4 separate regions of the Mus musculus genome follow, and regions 1, 3 and 4 are each linked to region 2. Evidence: chromatin contacts called from public HiChIP or PLAC-seq, Micro-C and promoter capture Hi-C data. All regions are on one chromosome and are shown on one strand. Each heading gives the region's core, a stretch centred on a gene start, on an enhancer-like site or on the middle of the called end of the contact. The rest is flanking DNA. Distances are from core to core; before and after follow the strand shown. Region 1 holds the start of Sobp (sine oculis binding protein). Region 2 holds the start of Foxo3 (forkhead box O3). Region 3 overlaps Ccdc162 (coiled-coil domain containing 162). Region 4 overlaps Fig4 (FIG4 phosphoinositide 5-phosphatase).

Region 1 (3,660 bases), core at 214-2,713, 900 kb before region 2:
TATGCTAAAATGCAAAAACAGGCCTCATAGGGTTGTTCAGCCCTGCAGAGTACGCTCCCAGATATCTGTAATTCTATGCTTAAAGAGACAAAACCATGCTAAAATGCAAATTAGGCAAGGCAACACTCAGAATGAACCCCACTTGATAGGCCGAACTGAGATTTTAATGAAAAGCTTACTCATACCCCCACACCGAATTCATTCTATCTCTTAAGGACTTAAAAATGTGTAATTTTAAATTCCACCACTGTCATAATGAACACTCCGTAATAACAAGCCGGGGAACAATGGACACCCCCATATCACATTGTGTCAGGTAATTACAAAGTGGAGCGGCGCGGGAAAGCTGAACTGGGAACGTCTAGGTGTCGTTCCTTTGCAGTGTGTGTAGGAGATTTTCAGAGCTGTGTGTTGTCTCTGGAGCCTCATCAAACGGTTCACGCTGATACCTCAACCCAAAAGACAGGGACAGGCGCAGCCGACCTTGGTCCAGGGCGTGGACAGAGGCGGCCCAAGAGGAAACACGTGAGCGCATGGAGGATGAGCTGGGCTTTGGAACCAGCAGATGCGAGTCTGGTGGAAGAGTGTGGAACCTGATGGAGAGGAGAGGGTCCTGTCGTGCGTGGCGAGGGCGTGGGGCTTCTGGGGGGAGGGATCCTGAGCGCACAACAGTACCCACTAAGCCCAACCCTTCCCATTAAGCACAGGGCACGGTGAGGGTGCAAGCCGGGTCACCGGGTAAAGATGCTACTTTGTAACAGAGCATAAGCTTGCGTTTGGGGCAGAGGGGGAAGGGAGACAGAAAGAGAAAGAAAATCAGGGAGCTGGAGGCTGAGTTGTCCTACTTCGAAGTCCTTCTCAGGAAGGCAAAAGCTTCCTGGCAAACAGTCTGACGGCGCGCTGTGCTGGAGACCCCTCTAAGCGACATTCAGCCTCCACACAGCCTGCCGTAGTCTTCGGAGCAGGACACTGGTGCCTGAGCGGTGGGTCCGGTCTGTGTTTCCCTCCGCTCCCGGGCGCTGCAACCCCGGAGCCGAGTTCTCGCTCTGCCTTCAGGTCCCTGCGCCCTTTCAGCGCTCCACCTCCACCCTTCACCCCGCTATGTTTTGCCTCAGCGGCCTCTAGGTCATCCTCAGAAGCCAACTCTGAGCCCACCGGAGCCCACGTCACGGAGCTCGGGAGCAGGAGGGGTCGTCGCGGGGAGGTGGCGGCTCCGAGTAGGGCCGGTGCCCGCCGCCCAGGAGCAGGCGGCCGCCAGCAGCCCCCGGAGCCGCGCAGCATCCGCGTCTACAACGACCGGGAAGCCACGCCCGCTCGCGAGCGGGGGGCTGGCCTTGTCCCCCCCACCCCCAGCCTCCCCTCCCTCGGACCCCTCCCCGCTCAGTCCCTCCCTCCGCCCGCGGCTCGGCTCGCGGGAGGCGCTGGGCGCCGGGGCTGGCGCGCTCTCCCGGGCGCACACACAGATCCACGCACGCACGCCCAGAGCAGCTGTCTCCGCCGTGGCCGGCGCTCCTCTCGCCCATGCGGACAGACAGAGCTCAGGAAGATGGCTGACGACTCCTTCGGGCCCCGAGGATGCAGCCCGGCGGCGGCGGGAGCGGGAGCGGCGGCGGCGGCACCGGCAGCGGCGGCAGCAGGAGCGGCGGCGGCGACGGTAGGAGCGGCGGCGGCGGCATCCCCGAGACTCCCCGGGCTACCCTTCCCCGTGACGGCCACTGACGGTCTCCGCCGCTAGAAGAGACCCCGCTCCTCCCTCGCCTGTTCCACCCCCACCCCCAGCCCCGGACCCGCTAGCACCGCTACCTCCGCCAGCGTTGCCACCATCAGCACCACCTCCACCTCCGCCACCGCCACCGCCACCACCACCACCGCCGGCGGCGGCAGCAGCCATTTCATCTCCACAGAAACCAGACACAAAAACATGGCAGAAATGGAGAAAGAAGGGAGACCTCCGGAAAATAAAAGAAGCCGGAAACCCGCTCACCCTGTGAAGAGGGAGATCAACGAGGAGATGAAGGTATTTTCGGACTCGGAGGCCGGGGAGACCGAGCTCTTTATTCCGTCCGCTCCCTTCGGGCTGTTGTGTAGGCTGCGGGGGGGGGGGGGGGGGACAGGGGCGCGCTTGTCAGTTTCTGCTGGGTCCCTGGGACGCCTCAGCTCCCCCTCCAGGTGCAAAACCGAGGCCAACTCATGGGCTGCATCTCCGAAGTCTGCCAACCTCAGATTTGATGGGGGCGAGGGGGGGGGGATACTATTTAACCTCACAAACCCTAGACTGGTACAGATGTTGCCGGGCGAGGGCACTGAACCCCAGTGGCGAGTGAGCATGGTGCAGTGGCTTTCCTGATGGTCGGTGTAGTATTTCTCCCTTTTTCGGAAATGAATCTCCGGACCCCTCCAAAGTTAAGAGCTGCCGGACCGGGGCACCCGGGATACCTGGATTCCACCCCTCTTCCCGGTCCATCCCCAGGCTCGGTGATCCCGCTTTGCTCCAACTCGCCGGCTGCGGCGGTGTAGCTGTCAGTGGCGGAGGCTTGGGCCGGAGCGGCGCGGGTCAGGGACGCTGCAGCCAGCGGGCTCGCCTCGCCGTCCCCGGCCGCTCCTCTCTGCTTCTGCCCCGGGTCTCCCGCTCGCCTCTGCACGCCTCACTTTCCAGTTAGCAGACCCGGCAAGCCCGGCTGAAAGCCAGCTGTCTGAGGGGCGGCCTCCGCTGCCGCCTGCCCATTGTTCGCGAAGGCCAGCCCCGAGTCCTCTCTGCGAGGCCGGGCGCCCTGCCAGGCCAGCGGTGCTCCAGAGGTGGCGAGCGCAGCCTCCTGGCGCTCCAGCTGTTCGCGTAGAAACCCAAGAACACGGCTCAGCCTGGACTCTTCTGTCACCCCCACTTCTTTATTTTCCTCAAAGTTGTGTGTTTTGCCTGGCGAGGATTTTATCTTGTGTGTGCATTATGAGTTTCTTGATTTGAAAAAGAAATCACTTTACGTACATAGATTTGTTTCTATGATATTAAAATATGTAAGGCTTGTTTTTCGCGTTTCTTGGCGTTCTCCACTTCTGTCTGCATGGAATCTTCAATACAGTCAGGTGACTTGGTCAGCTTTGGTTAAGTTTGTATTTGAAAGGCAAACTGGTTAAAATGGTATGGGACTAATTCACTGTTATTGCGGCTTGGGCATCTTCTTGGTTATAGCAAGCGTATTTGGTGAGGGTGCTGCGAGAAAGCCCACGTTTAGAAGGGGCAAACAGACACACATCTTAGGTGTTTGTGAAACTAGGTGTATGTTCCTAGCTTTGCCTCTCTCCCGGGAGTTTTACTTGTATTCCACGCTTTGGAAGTAGGGCTTTTATTTTGGGAGGAGGTGGTGGTGGTGAAGAATTTAGTGTCTGGAAGCAGGAGTTATCCGTCTGGGAAAGTTAGGAAGCTTTGCCTTGGAAATTAATACCATTCCCTGTAACAGAAACCACTATTGATTCTAATGATAGACAGTTTATAAAAGAAAAAGAAAAGAAAGAGATCTGTAAAAGTTGTTTTCTCTTCAAGAGGCAGAGTGTGTTCTGCAGTTCTGGCCCCTCCCTCCTGTCTTGCGTTTCTACATTACTTTTCCGTGTCGTTTTTAAATGGAGAGTGGGGGACGACCAGAGAAGGCCACCAGGCAACCACAG
Region 2 (3,695 bases), core at 1,152-3,651:
ATTTGGTGTTTTAAAAACAGTGAGTGAAGTCTTTGGCGTTTGCGTTGCACATTGCAAAGTATCAGTGAGCTGGCCTTCTGGATCTGGGCACAGAGCCTAACACCAGATTCCAGGTAATAAACCCTAACCTCTCTGCACAAATCCCCACTCATTTGAGGCACAGGCAATCGAAGCTGAATTTGTGACCCCACATCACCATCTATATTGCCAGGCTGTAAATCAAAATCAAGTTCTGGGCTTATTTAGTGGATCAGACTGGAAAGGACAGAGGCGGGTCCTAAGGTAGCATAGCAACCCTAAAAGGCAGAATTCCTTTCTTCAGCTCCACTTTCCGAAGACAAGCCGAGGTGATGGAAATATATTTATTCGTAAATGGGCCGAGCCATGCAGCCCGAAAACCTGCACCAAAGGACTGGGGATATTTGTAGCAAGGTCACAGACCACGCAGGGTGTTAAGTGTCCACCTTGTGGTCCAGGTGTGTGCACCGGTGTGTATCTAAAGCAGTTGCTTTGTTCTGGTGAAGGCAGGAGCCCCAAGAGCACGCAAAGGAGGCAGCGTTTCTCGGTCTGCGCCCTTGGTCTCTGCAGCTGCTTGGGCAGCGCGAGAATCTCGCCGTCCAGATGCGTGGTCCGGACTTCTGGGCTATGCGGGAAGCGGGTTACGGGCCAGCCTGGCTTCCTTGCAAACAGCGCCCGGGGAGGCCGCGGCAGCGCGGGCCTCGCCGCGTCCCTCCGCCGACGCGGGCGGCCCCACGCGCCAGCCGTTCAGCCAGCCCCACATTCCATCTCAAAAATAACACACACGTGTGCTGGTAAACAAGCGCGCCAGCCGCCGGGGCTGCGCGTCCCGGGCGAGCCCGTGCAACGCGCCCCCTCCTCCCGCACGTGCCGCCGGGCTCCGCCCACGGGCTTTGCGCAACCAGGCTCCGCCCCTCCCGTCTCGCCAGGGCCCTGGGGTCCTAGAGCCCGCCGTGCTAGCAAGCTGGCCTCGCCGAGGTTCTCAAAGTTTCTCGCCCTGATAGAGCGTGCGGCTCAGATCCGCTCCCTACCTCCTTTCCCTCCTCCCTGCACAGTCCTCCTCTAGTCCTCCCGCTGTCTGCGCGGCGAAGGCTGCCACTCAGCGCGCCTTCGCTCTCCCTCCCCTCTGTCCTTGCAATTTTACTCGATTGTTTATTATTTGCTGGGGGCGGGGGCGAAGAGGAGCGAGAGGCGTCTGGAGCCCAGAGACTGGCGGCGGCGGCCAGTCAGCGCTCGGCGTGGCTTGACGAGGAAGCCGCGCAGCGAATGGCGATGCGGCGCAGGGCTCCGGGGTCACGCGCGTGTAGAGACAATGACATCATCTGTTTGTACGCGTCGAACTAGCTTGGTGCAGGGGCGGGGGCCTCACGTCACTTGAGTGACGGATCACGCGTAAAGCCTGGAGGCCGGAGTTCCGGGGTGGGCGGCCTCTGCAGGCTCTTTTAGGCTGGCTCTTTTGGGGTATTGGGTTGTTGCGGAGCCCAGACTTTAGCTGCAGAGACCGAGAGGGTTTTGTTTGGAAAGATACGTATGAACCAGAATGCATGGTAGACTTTTGGTATGCATGTCGCGTGTGGCGCAGAAAAGCACACAGTACGGCCGGGAGGCACGGATCGTGGGATAAGGGATTGTGAAGGTGCGATCTGAAGTCTATAGACTTAGAAAAGTCAAGCACGTAATCAGCTGCTTTAGCATAAGAAAACTGTTGCCCGCTTCCAGTTAGCTATCTTCTGCTCCTGCGTTCAGGACTGGGGCGCACTGCACTTTTCTTCCTGAGTTGCACTTTTCCCACTTAGCCTTAAAATCCGTGAAAAGCGAAGCACGACTGTCGCCGGGTGTCCCAGGTGAGGGTCCAGTGACACACCTTTCGGCGCGATCTTCGCCGGCCAGTGTTTCCACGCCCAGGTAACCCTTGTCACCTGCGGCTGCCGGCTTAACCCGGGTGTTCCCTGGTGTCAGGTTCTAATAAGGAACCCGATACTGGGGCGGGCTCCGACCCCACGCACCCACGGGCAGGCCACGGGCCCACGAGCCAAACGCAGGGCCCAAGGCTGAGAGCGCGGGGCGGCGCGCAGTGGTGTGTTGTCTGACCTGGCCTCCCGTCCCGGGCCAGCGTGGCCGCTGAGGTCCCCAGGAGAGCGCGGGACCCCAACCGGGAGGGCTGCGGAGCCGGCCGAGTCCCGACCCGCGCGCGCCCGCCCCCATTCCCGCAGCCCCGCGCAGGCGCGAGGGCGCACACACGCGCACTCCCACACGCACGCACAGCAGCCCTCCCGGCCCCCGCCCCAGCCCTCCCCCTGGGCGGGGACCCGCCCCGCCGTCATCCTAGGTTGAGGCTCCCTGTGAGTGGCTATAACTTTGTGCTGCTGCCGCGGCCGCCCTGCTCGTGGAAGGGAGGAGGAGGAATGTGGAAGGCGGCGGCGCAGCACAGGCTGACAGGCGGTTCCTCCGGCGGGCTGCGGCGGCGGCCCGAGAGTCCCCTCGTCGCGGTGCCCTGGGCTCGCGCGGAATCGTACGCCCTCCCGCCTCGTTCCTGAAGGGAAGGAGCCGAGGTAGGCGCCGGAGCTTTGCAACGGGGCGGCCGCCTTTCCAGTGACTCCGGATCTGTTTCCGAGCTGGGCCAGGCGCTTCCCTTTCCCTCCCCGTGACTCGGTGTGCTCCCCCCCTTCTCTCCCGCTAGTGTCTTTAAAGGACTTGAGGGAAGGGGGAACTGTCAAGATGGCAGCAGCGGGAGCAAGGAGGTGATGAACGGTGCTGGTCCGGGTTTTCATGCAGTCCGAGAGATTTGGCGCTTCCCGACCTGTTGGAAGATTTATGTTCCCACTTGCTTCCTCCTTCCCGTTTCTGACCTGGAAGGGGGCGGAGGGCCCCACGTCCCCAAGAAAATACATCTCAGATCTTCTTAGTCCTGCGGGGTCGGCCCTCTCTCTCTCTCTCTCTTGTTGGAAGTGATCTTGGCAGGTCTGCACCCAGACCCCCACGCTCTCCCTGCTGGTCCGCGGGCGGAGAGGAAAAGACGGGAGTTGCCCGCGCCAGCCCTAGGGGGCCTCTCGCCTGGGAGGGGTGGGGGGGATCGCAGGGCTGGGGAGCGGGAGAAGAGCCCAGGACTCTGCTGACTTGCCCTGCGCCTCCGCGGGAGGCACTTGAGCGAGCCAGAGCCAAACATAAACAAACGCACGCACGCACGCTCGCCCTCCGACCACTGCGGAGCTGTTGGGGTCCGGAGGCCGCCCACACTTAATGGCGCGGCCACCCCTCCCCCGGGACGCCCCTCCCCCCTCCGCCCCGCCATCTAGTCCGGGAGAGACCTGCGGTTCTGGCGACGGCAGCGGGGGAGGGGGCTGCCCCGCGCGGGGCCGTCGATTCGCTCGCGTCTCCCGGGCGGCCAGGCCAGGGGGCGGCGTCTGCTGCGCCAGGTTCGCGGGACGCACGTCCCCAGGTCTATCCGTTCTAGGTGGCGGCCGCGGGCGAGGAGTCTCCGCGGACTAGGCTCCAACACAGGATAACCAACTCTCTCTTCGCGCTTCCCTAGGTAGCTGGAGCTCGAACCTTCGCGGTGCCCCGTTCCTCCCCCGCCGCACCCAGCCTGGGCTCGAGAGGAGAGAGCAAGAGCCCAAGCCGCGGGCGGCGGGCAGGCGGCGAAGATGGCAGAGGCACCAGCCTCCCCGGTCCCGCTC
Region 3 (3,603 bases), core at 573-3,072, 600 kb after region 2:
CCTGGGTCTTGGGGCTGGAGAGATGGCTCAGCTGTTAAGAGCGCTGACTGTTCTGAAGGTCCCGAGTTCAAATCCCAGCAACCACATGGTGGCTCACAACCATCTGTAATGAGATCTGACTCCCTCTTCTGGAGTGTCTGAAGACAGCTACAGAGTACTCACATAAATAAATAGCTCTTTAAAAATAAATAAATAAATAAATAAATAAACCTGGGTCTTTCTCCTCACACCCTGAGCACCTGTGCTTTCCCACTCAAGTCCATGACCACTGTGGGGAAGAGGAAGTGTTTCCTGGTTGGTGGCAGCTGGGTCTCCCAGCTCCAGCCTCTCTCATGGGGAAGGTTTCTGAAGTTTCAGCCCTGTCTCCCTCCTTCTCTGTCGCAACCTAGGCTGACCTGTGCCCGCTCGGGTCTGTCTCTCTAGGCACTCCAGTATCTGCCCATCTCCAGGGTGCTGAGCCTAGCTGCTAAGCAAGTCTCTGGATCTAGTGAGGAAGATGGCAAAGCCTGTGTCACTGACCTTCACGCTGCATCCCCTGGTCCTCTGGGTCCCCATGTTTCAGGTAAGAGCCTGGCCTTTACTAGCGTAGAGCAGGGGGCCGTGATTACTGTGACATAGTGTTTCTATTTCTGCAACAAACCATGATGACCACAAAGCAAGCTGGGGAGGACAGGGTTTATGCTTCCACATTGCTCAGTGTTGGAGGCAGGACAGGAACTCGGGAAGGCAGGATCCTAGAAGCAGGAGCTGATGCAGAGGCCGCGGAGGGGCACTGATTACTGGCTTGCTGCCCATGGCTTGCTCAGTCTGCTTTCTTTTTATTTATTTATTTATTTTGGAATACCCAAATCAAGGCATTTTTTAAAAAAGATTTTATTCATTATATGTAAGTATACTGTGGCTGTCTTCAGACACACCAAAGGAGGGCATCAGATCTGATTATGGATGACTATGAGCCATCATGTGGTTGCTGGGATTTGAACTCAGGACCGTCGGAAGAGCAGTCAGTGCCCTTAACTGCTGAGCCATCTCTCCAGCCCCTCAGTCTGCTTTCTTACAGCACCTAGGACCACCTGCTCAGGGATTGCACCATCCACGATGGGCCAGGCCCTCCTCATTAATCACTAATAGCTGGATCTTATGGAGGCACTTTCTCAATTGAGGTTCCCTCATTTCAGATAGCTTTAGCTTGTGTGGAATTGACATAAGACTAACTGGAAAGGCCTGTTTGGACCACTGTCTTCCTATATGCCAAAGTCACATCTTTGTAATAAGTTGTAATTTGATAGTAATATTTTTTGATGAAAGACAGTAGCCATGACTGTAGACATTTTGTCTCCATCTTTACAACTAGTAGGTTAAGAGGCAAGTGGACTGGCTTCCAGGCCTGTTTCTGTCACCCTGGTCCTGCATATCACCTCCTTACGCCTCAGTTTACCCATTGCCATACCAATCCTTCCCGGTGAAATGATTTCTGAGACTTGGTTCAGGTTTTCTGTTACACAGCTGCCAGAGAATTTAGTCGTCAGGATCAATTTCGGTCTCTCTGCTCTTCTTTTGTGTTCCGGAGAACTGAGAAGTCGGGTCAGGTTTCTGCCGAGTGCCCTTGAGTGACATTCCCGTTGTATACAGAATATCCCAGGAGCTCTAGCGGGTTTCTCCTGAGGGCTGTGAGATCATTGAGAGTACTTGCACCTCCCCAGGAAAGCTTATGGGGGCTGGGTGGCAAAAAAGGTGCAGGCTTGCCTGGCACAGGGTCAGGGGAGAACAAAACGGCTCCCCACCAGCAGAGGGCCTGCTTCCAACTCTCTCCAAGGCCATCTGCTGTCTCTGCCGCCTCCCACTCACTGGTCGCGCTCTTGATTTTGGATATTTTTCAGGGTCAGGGAGAACAGATGCTGCGTTTGTCTTGCCTCAGCACGTGACAGACAGGGATGATCTAAAACCTCAGCTGAGGCGCCTCCTCTCACATTTCCACATCCCAGACGATGTGCAAAAGCTGAGCGACTCAGCCAAAGAGATGGGACTCTTTTCCTCGGTACACAATGCATTCTTACTATAAATACAGGAGGTTGGAAGAAAGGCTTAGTATTTGCTACAAAGTTTCTCGTTTGTTTGTTTGAGACCAGATCTCATATAGCATGGGCTGGCTTCAAAGTAGCTGTGTAGTGGAGGGTGACCTTGAACTCCTGATACTCCTGTCCCCCCCCCCCCCTTGAGTTTCTTGATTAGGTGTGTGTAGCCACACATGACACAAAGCTGTTTCTTTTTTCTGCCAATGCTTTTTTCTAGAGTAATAATATACAATGTAATAAGCCATCTTCCTGTTGGGAAGAGCCTCCTTTCTGTAAGAAGAACAAGACCTGATGATAGCTAAGCCTAAGGGATTTTACCTTTTGGGTTTTTCCCCCTGTAGGTTTTAGAGACACAGTAGGAGGATATGGGCTGAAGAAGATATACATGTGCCCAGGGTTAGACAGACATCCTGGGAGAGTTGTCAAGCATCTACAGCCCAGAGTCTGAGATGGGACTGCAGTATGTTTTGTTTGTGTTTTGGTTGCAATATTCTTTTTTTCCTTTCAATTATTTATTTATTATATGTAAGTACACTACTGTAGCTGACTTCAGACACTCCAGAAGAGGGCATCAGATTTCGTTACGGATGGTTGTGAGCCACCATATGGTTGCTGGGATTTGAACTCAGGACCTTTAGAAGAGCAGTTGGCGCTCTTAACCGCTGAGCCATATCACCAGCCCTGGTTGCAATATTCTTGACATACTGGATAAGGTTCTACCCACTGGGACTCACTGTGTCCTGAATGATGCGGCTGGATGCAGGCCTGGCCTCTTCCACTGTAAATCCTGCTGCCTTCCAACAGGAAACCTCATAGTAGCAGAAGCCAGATTAAAATTACTTTCAGAGGGAAAGATGAGGCAGTGGATACAGAACTTCAGAGTTATAACTTAAAACAACAACAACAACAAAACAACAACAACAACAACAACGGTTTCAGCAGTGAGCTATCTTGTTAGCCCTAGTTGTAAATTATTTGCAAGATAAAAATCAGCTGGGTGACCTGATCAGGCTCAAATCTAACCTGGGTGGACTTGAATGACCTCGGGATGGGAAGTTGCTACTTTGTCTCCCCATCCCCACCACCGGTGGCTCCCTGGCCCCGCCCCCTGCCAGTGCTGGGGGCGGAGCTCACTTAATAGCATACTGACCATGAAGATCCACTTGGATTTGTTTTTGTGCCAACATCATTTACAGGACTGTGTTTTTGGTCTGTAACCCTTAAGCCCACGCGATCTCATTCCTCTGGATTTTTGGAAAATCGTGTAGCTTTGCCTCCCCCCCTCCCCCTCCCCTCCCCCTCCCCCTCCCCTCCCCCTCCCCCCTCCCCCTCCCCCTCCCCCTCCCCCTCCTCCTCCTTATAGGATTTTGTGTAGCTCAGTGTTCTAGTTATAATGGTCCTACTATTGCTGTGACGAAACACCAAGACTAAAAGCTACTTGGATGGACAGGAAAGAGTTTATTTGGCTCACATTTCTTATCACAGTCCACTGAGGGAAGCCAAGGCAGGAACTCAAACAGAGCAGGAG
Region 4 (3,480 bases), core at 539-3,038, 990 kb after region 2:
GAAGCCATTGATTGTCCATAGCTTCTCAGTTAGGGGTGAGGGCTCATGGTCCCCCTCCCGGCCATACTCCGGTGCTGACTGGCTTGATCTTGTTTTGTATAGGCAGCCATAGCTGCTAGGTCTTGAGAACAGGAGTCCTATCATGTCCTGAAGACATTATTGCTCTGATGCTCCCTGCCTTCTAACTCTTTCTAGAATCTTTCTGCCCCTTCTTCCATCATGGTCCTTGAACTGTGTGTACCTGTTGCTACAGGTGTCCCAGTTGTAAGTTTCTTCATTAGCTAATGTCTACTGCAAAGTGAAACTTCTCTGGTGTGATTGAGAGCTAGCCTCATCTGTGTGAACAGAGCTAAGACTAAAGGACGGTTTGATACTGTGTCCGTTTATTATTAATTATTTATTAATTATTCTCCAGAAAAATAGTCGTAGGTCTACCGCTGGTGAGTGTGAGCTCTTCAACCGTGGGTTCTGGGCCAGATCTACAGCAATCGAGCCAGACAGCAGTGGGTTACCCCATTCTTGCCACTATTGCAGCCATGGCATATGGAGAGGGGTGGGAGGGTAGGGGTGAGCAGGAAGTGAGGAGAGGGATCAATAACTCTAAGGATGTTTGAAAAAGCTGTATAAAATCTATTTTATAAGATATGTATATGAAATATATATAGTTATATAGTTATATACGAATCAAGAATATAAATATATATGCATTTAATTGGAGTTATCTTATACAGTTATCTGTTCCTCTCAGAATCCCTAAGTTGCCAACTAAGCAGAGCGGCAGGTATTGGGTCCCCAGAGCTGTTGGTCAGAGCTGGCTGCAGACCCCTCAGTGCAGGATTTTTCCTTCTGTTCAGCAGAACTTGTTGGTTAGACCCTGTCGCTGAGGGAAGACAGCACACACATTGGTCACAGAACATAGAAAAAGTCAAGTTGGTTCTGAGCAGTAAGCTCTCCCCTGCTGGCTGGCTTTCATAGCAGTAGAAAGTACTGTGTAGGCTACTAGAGGTGTGGTGGGGTGGGGGTCACCATTGTCTAACCAGCTGTGAACCCCGTAAATGACAACAATAACTGGCAAGACAAGGTATGTCATCTTAGTCTTGGTTTTTAGTTTGAATCTTGCTTTTTTTTCTTCAGAAACATGTGCCGACTTTGTGTTTGTTTTTGTTTTTTTTTTGTTTGGTTTCTTTTTTTTTTGTGGAGGGATGAGAGTGATGTCTTCTTTTATTTTTATTTTATTTTTTTAAATTTTTTTGGTTTTTCGAGACAGGGTTTCTCTGTGTAGTCTTGGCTGGCTTCGAACTCAGAAATCCGTCTGCCGCTGCCTCCCAAGTGCTGGGATTAAAGGCGTGCGCCACCACTCCCGGTCGTTCTTTTATCTTCTAGTACTCTGGGGTCCATGGGACCCCAATCTGTTTCTGCTGGAGGCTCATTCATGTAAATCGTTTCTCTTCTTGGGTAAGCCTTTCCATTTGCAGTTATTCTTCTGCTTCCTCCCGTGGGGAGATCCGTCTTGAGTGGTGTTATCCAGTATGCCACAGTGTGAGTTTGCGTGGCCACAGAATTGCTGTATTCAACAAGAAGAACACGGGACTGAGTGGGAACAGCTCTTTCTGGAAAAATTACCTCTCTTTTTTAAATTAAAAAAATCAAATTAGTACTAGAGTGGATTTTGGCTAGCCATCAGAGGGCAGTGTAGACAGTGATTCTCACCGTCCCCACGCCGGTCAAAGCCTCAGAGCAGTCTCCACACGAGGGCGCTATTCTCCGCACAAATTCTTTTAAGGGACCATTTCTGAGGGCAGAGCCTGTGGATAGTCACATGACTTCCCGTCCCTGTTAGGGCCCACTCTCCCTGCTCTCCCTGTGAGAGCCTGCTGCCTGTGAGGGTCTTCTCTATGTAGGGCCTGCAGTGAGGGCCTGCTCTCCCTGTGAGGGTCTGCTATCTGCAAGGGAACACTCTGCTCAGTGTGTTAGGGGCTCTGTGAGCATCTTCTGGCTTCATCTTGTTTTTGCTATGAACATAACAATCCCTTTCGTGCCTTTTCTTGCTAGTCGCTCTCCTGGGCGTTCTTTATCATCATGACCTCAGTAAGGTGGCTCCCTTTCTGGTAACAAGAATAAATAGCTTGCAAACCATTCTTTCTAATTTATTTGGTTGGCTGTTTTATCAGATTGGTCACCCCCTCCTCTAGGCAGTGAGTTGGGGCTCGTGGCTGACATTCTGAGTTTCTTTCCCTCAGTTTCCCTCTCTGTCTGGCTGTTCCCCCAGTGCCTAGAGTCCTGTTACTGCATTCCCCAACTTTGTTTTCTAATTGTTATTAAAATCACTTTATTCCTACCTCCTTACTACTGACAGTGTCAAGGAAACCCTGCCTATTCTAGGATACCAGGGGCTAAGCACTTCAGCTAGTTATCTTCTAACTGGTATCAGCCAGCATATAGGTTTGTTTTTCATAACCTGTGGGTAGATCAGACCTTTATAAACAAAGTCATTGTTGCTTAGCAACAGGATACATTCTGAGAAATGTGTCGTTAGATGAGTTTCACTGCAAACATAATAAAAAAAAAACCACTTACCCAAACTAAGACATAGTTATGTTGCTATTAGACAATGCAATCTTATGTCCCCATGGAACATGAGGAACATCTTTAACAAGATGTTATTATTGCTGTATTATTATGTGACACATGTACACTTAGTAAAAGCTTCAGTGAGTTTTATTTATCCTACAGATTTAGATAGAAAACATTGTAACAGAATTCTGCATACTGTTATTTCTTAGAATTGTACTCATTCTTGAAGTCCAAATGCTAGACTCTTCCATCATTGTATACAGCTCCAGCTCCTTCTTCAGTCTCATCTGCTTTGGCTTCCAATGGCGGATGCTTTCCAGCTTGACCTTTGACATTGTCCAGCAGACAGCTGTATGTAGTGTTTAGTTGGTTTACATCTGCACATTGCGTAACCGGTGACATGGTAAAATGCTGGCTGACTATGGCAGTATCTTCTCACTTTTTTTAAATGGGTTATTTTATTTATTTACATTTCAAAAATATTACTTTTTAAAGGACATGTTTAAGCAAAATATCTTTACAGTATTTACTTTTGATAATGAGATTTTACTTATCTTCTTTAAAGTAATTTAAGAATAATTGAATTAAGGAGATAGCTTGGCAGAGTGTGTGCTTAGCATGTATGGGGCTCTTGGTCTGATTCTTAGCACTACCCAAAAATAAAGCAGTCCACTTAGTTTTGCTTATGAACTTTATGTTTAAAAAAAGGATTGTTGTGGGAAATATCAAAAAATGAAACTGTCATGTTGCTGTGTTTGTGCCGGCAACTCTCTGCCCTGGTGGCCTGGCCGGCAGTAGCCGGACGGTCTTTATCTCATGGAGACTCTGACTCAAAGCACCAAAATCTCTTTACCCAGCTTGCTGGGTTCCCACTGGTGGGTCCTTACCACACCAACCCCATGCTTC

Evidence for each region. Promoter capture Hi-C pulls out the DNA fragments that hold promoters and counts their contacts. A called contact is a pair of places that touch in the nucleus more often than the background predicts. HiChIP or PLAC-seq counts read pairs in DNA pulled down with a chosen protein or histone mark.
Region 1: a Micro-C map of embryonic stem cells shows a contact between it and region 2, with 8 times the contacts expected there. The contact joins the promoter of Sobp here to the promoter of Foxo3 in region 2. A contact is called at or near these places in 1 of 39 promoter capture datasets (hippocampal neurons) and 1 of 484 Hi-C or Micro-C datasets (embryonic stem cells).
Region 3: a promoter capture Hi-C map of hippocampal neurons shows a contact between it and region 2, with 5 times the contacts expected there. The contact joins the enhancer-like site here to the promoter of Foxo3 in region 2. A contact is called at or near these places in 11 of 39 promoter capture datasets (the 3T3-L1 cell line, 3T3-L1-derived adipocytes, the C10 cell line and 7 more), 1 of 15 datasets of contacts at CTCF or cohesin (the NIH/3T3 cell line), 1 of 484 Hi-C or Micro-C datasets (CD4 T cells) and 14 of 115 datasets of contacts at active chromatin or transcription factors (the SCID.adh cell line, astrocytes, cardiomyocytes and 11 more).
Region 4: an H3K27ac HiChIP or PLAC-seq map of thymic regulatory T cells shows a contact between it and region 2, with 4 times the contacts expected there. The contact joins the enhancer-like site here to the promoter of Foxo3 in region 2. A contact is called at or near these places in 1 of 39 promoter capture datasets (hippocampal neurons), 1 of 484 Hi-C or Micro-C datasets (the G1E-ER4 cell line) and 2 of 115 datasets of contacts at active chromatin or transcription factors (embryonic stem cells and thymic regulatory T cells).

Annotation. Positions count from the first base shown.
Region 1 is chr10:43,172,333-43,175,992 of GRCm38.p6, reverse strand. Sobp (sine oculis binding protein) reads left to right here and starts at 1,463. Exons shown (of 7, transcript NM_175407.3): 1 at 1,463-2,017. The coding sequence starts at 1,922. 9030612E09Rik (RIKEN cDNA 9030612E09 gene) reads right to left here and starts at 1,294. Exons shown (of 1, transcript NR_102361.1): 1 at 1-1,294.
Region 2 is chr10:42,275,401-42,279,095 of GRCm38.p6, reverse strand. Foxo3 (forkhead box O3) reads left to right here and starts at 2,401. Exons shown (of 4, transcript NM_001376967.1): 1 at 2,401-2,570; 2 at 3,551-3,695. The coding sequence starts at 3,663.
Region 3 is chr10:41,677,175-41,680,777 of GRCm38.p6, reverse strand. Ccdc162 (coiled-coil domain containing 162) reads left to right here. Exons shown (of 48, transcript NM_001358562.1): 7 at 424-562; 8 at 1,881-2,038. Among named protein-coding and RNA genes, the nearest start is that of Mir3473b, 8.2 kb to the right of the region's middle. Within about 2 kb of position 1,822, at least 78 of the 459 cell types and tissues checked have an H3K27ac peak or open chromatin away from gene starts, as enhancers often do. A contact at or near this core is called in the SCID.adh cell line, embryonic stem cells, forebrain and 1 more, where this site is marked.
Region 4 is chr10:41,287,274-41,290,753 of GRCm38.p6, reverse strand. All of the region lies in intron 1 of Fig4 (FIG4 phosphoinositide 5-phosphatase), which reads left to right. Among named protein-coding and RNA genes, the nearest start is that of Fig4, 14 kb to the left of the region's middle. Within about 2 kb of position 1,788, at least 76 of the 459 cell types and tissues checked have an H3K27ac peak or open chromatin away from gene starts, as enhancers often do. A contact at or near this core is called in embryonic stem cells and thymic regulatory T cells, where this site is marked.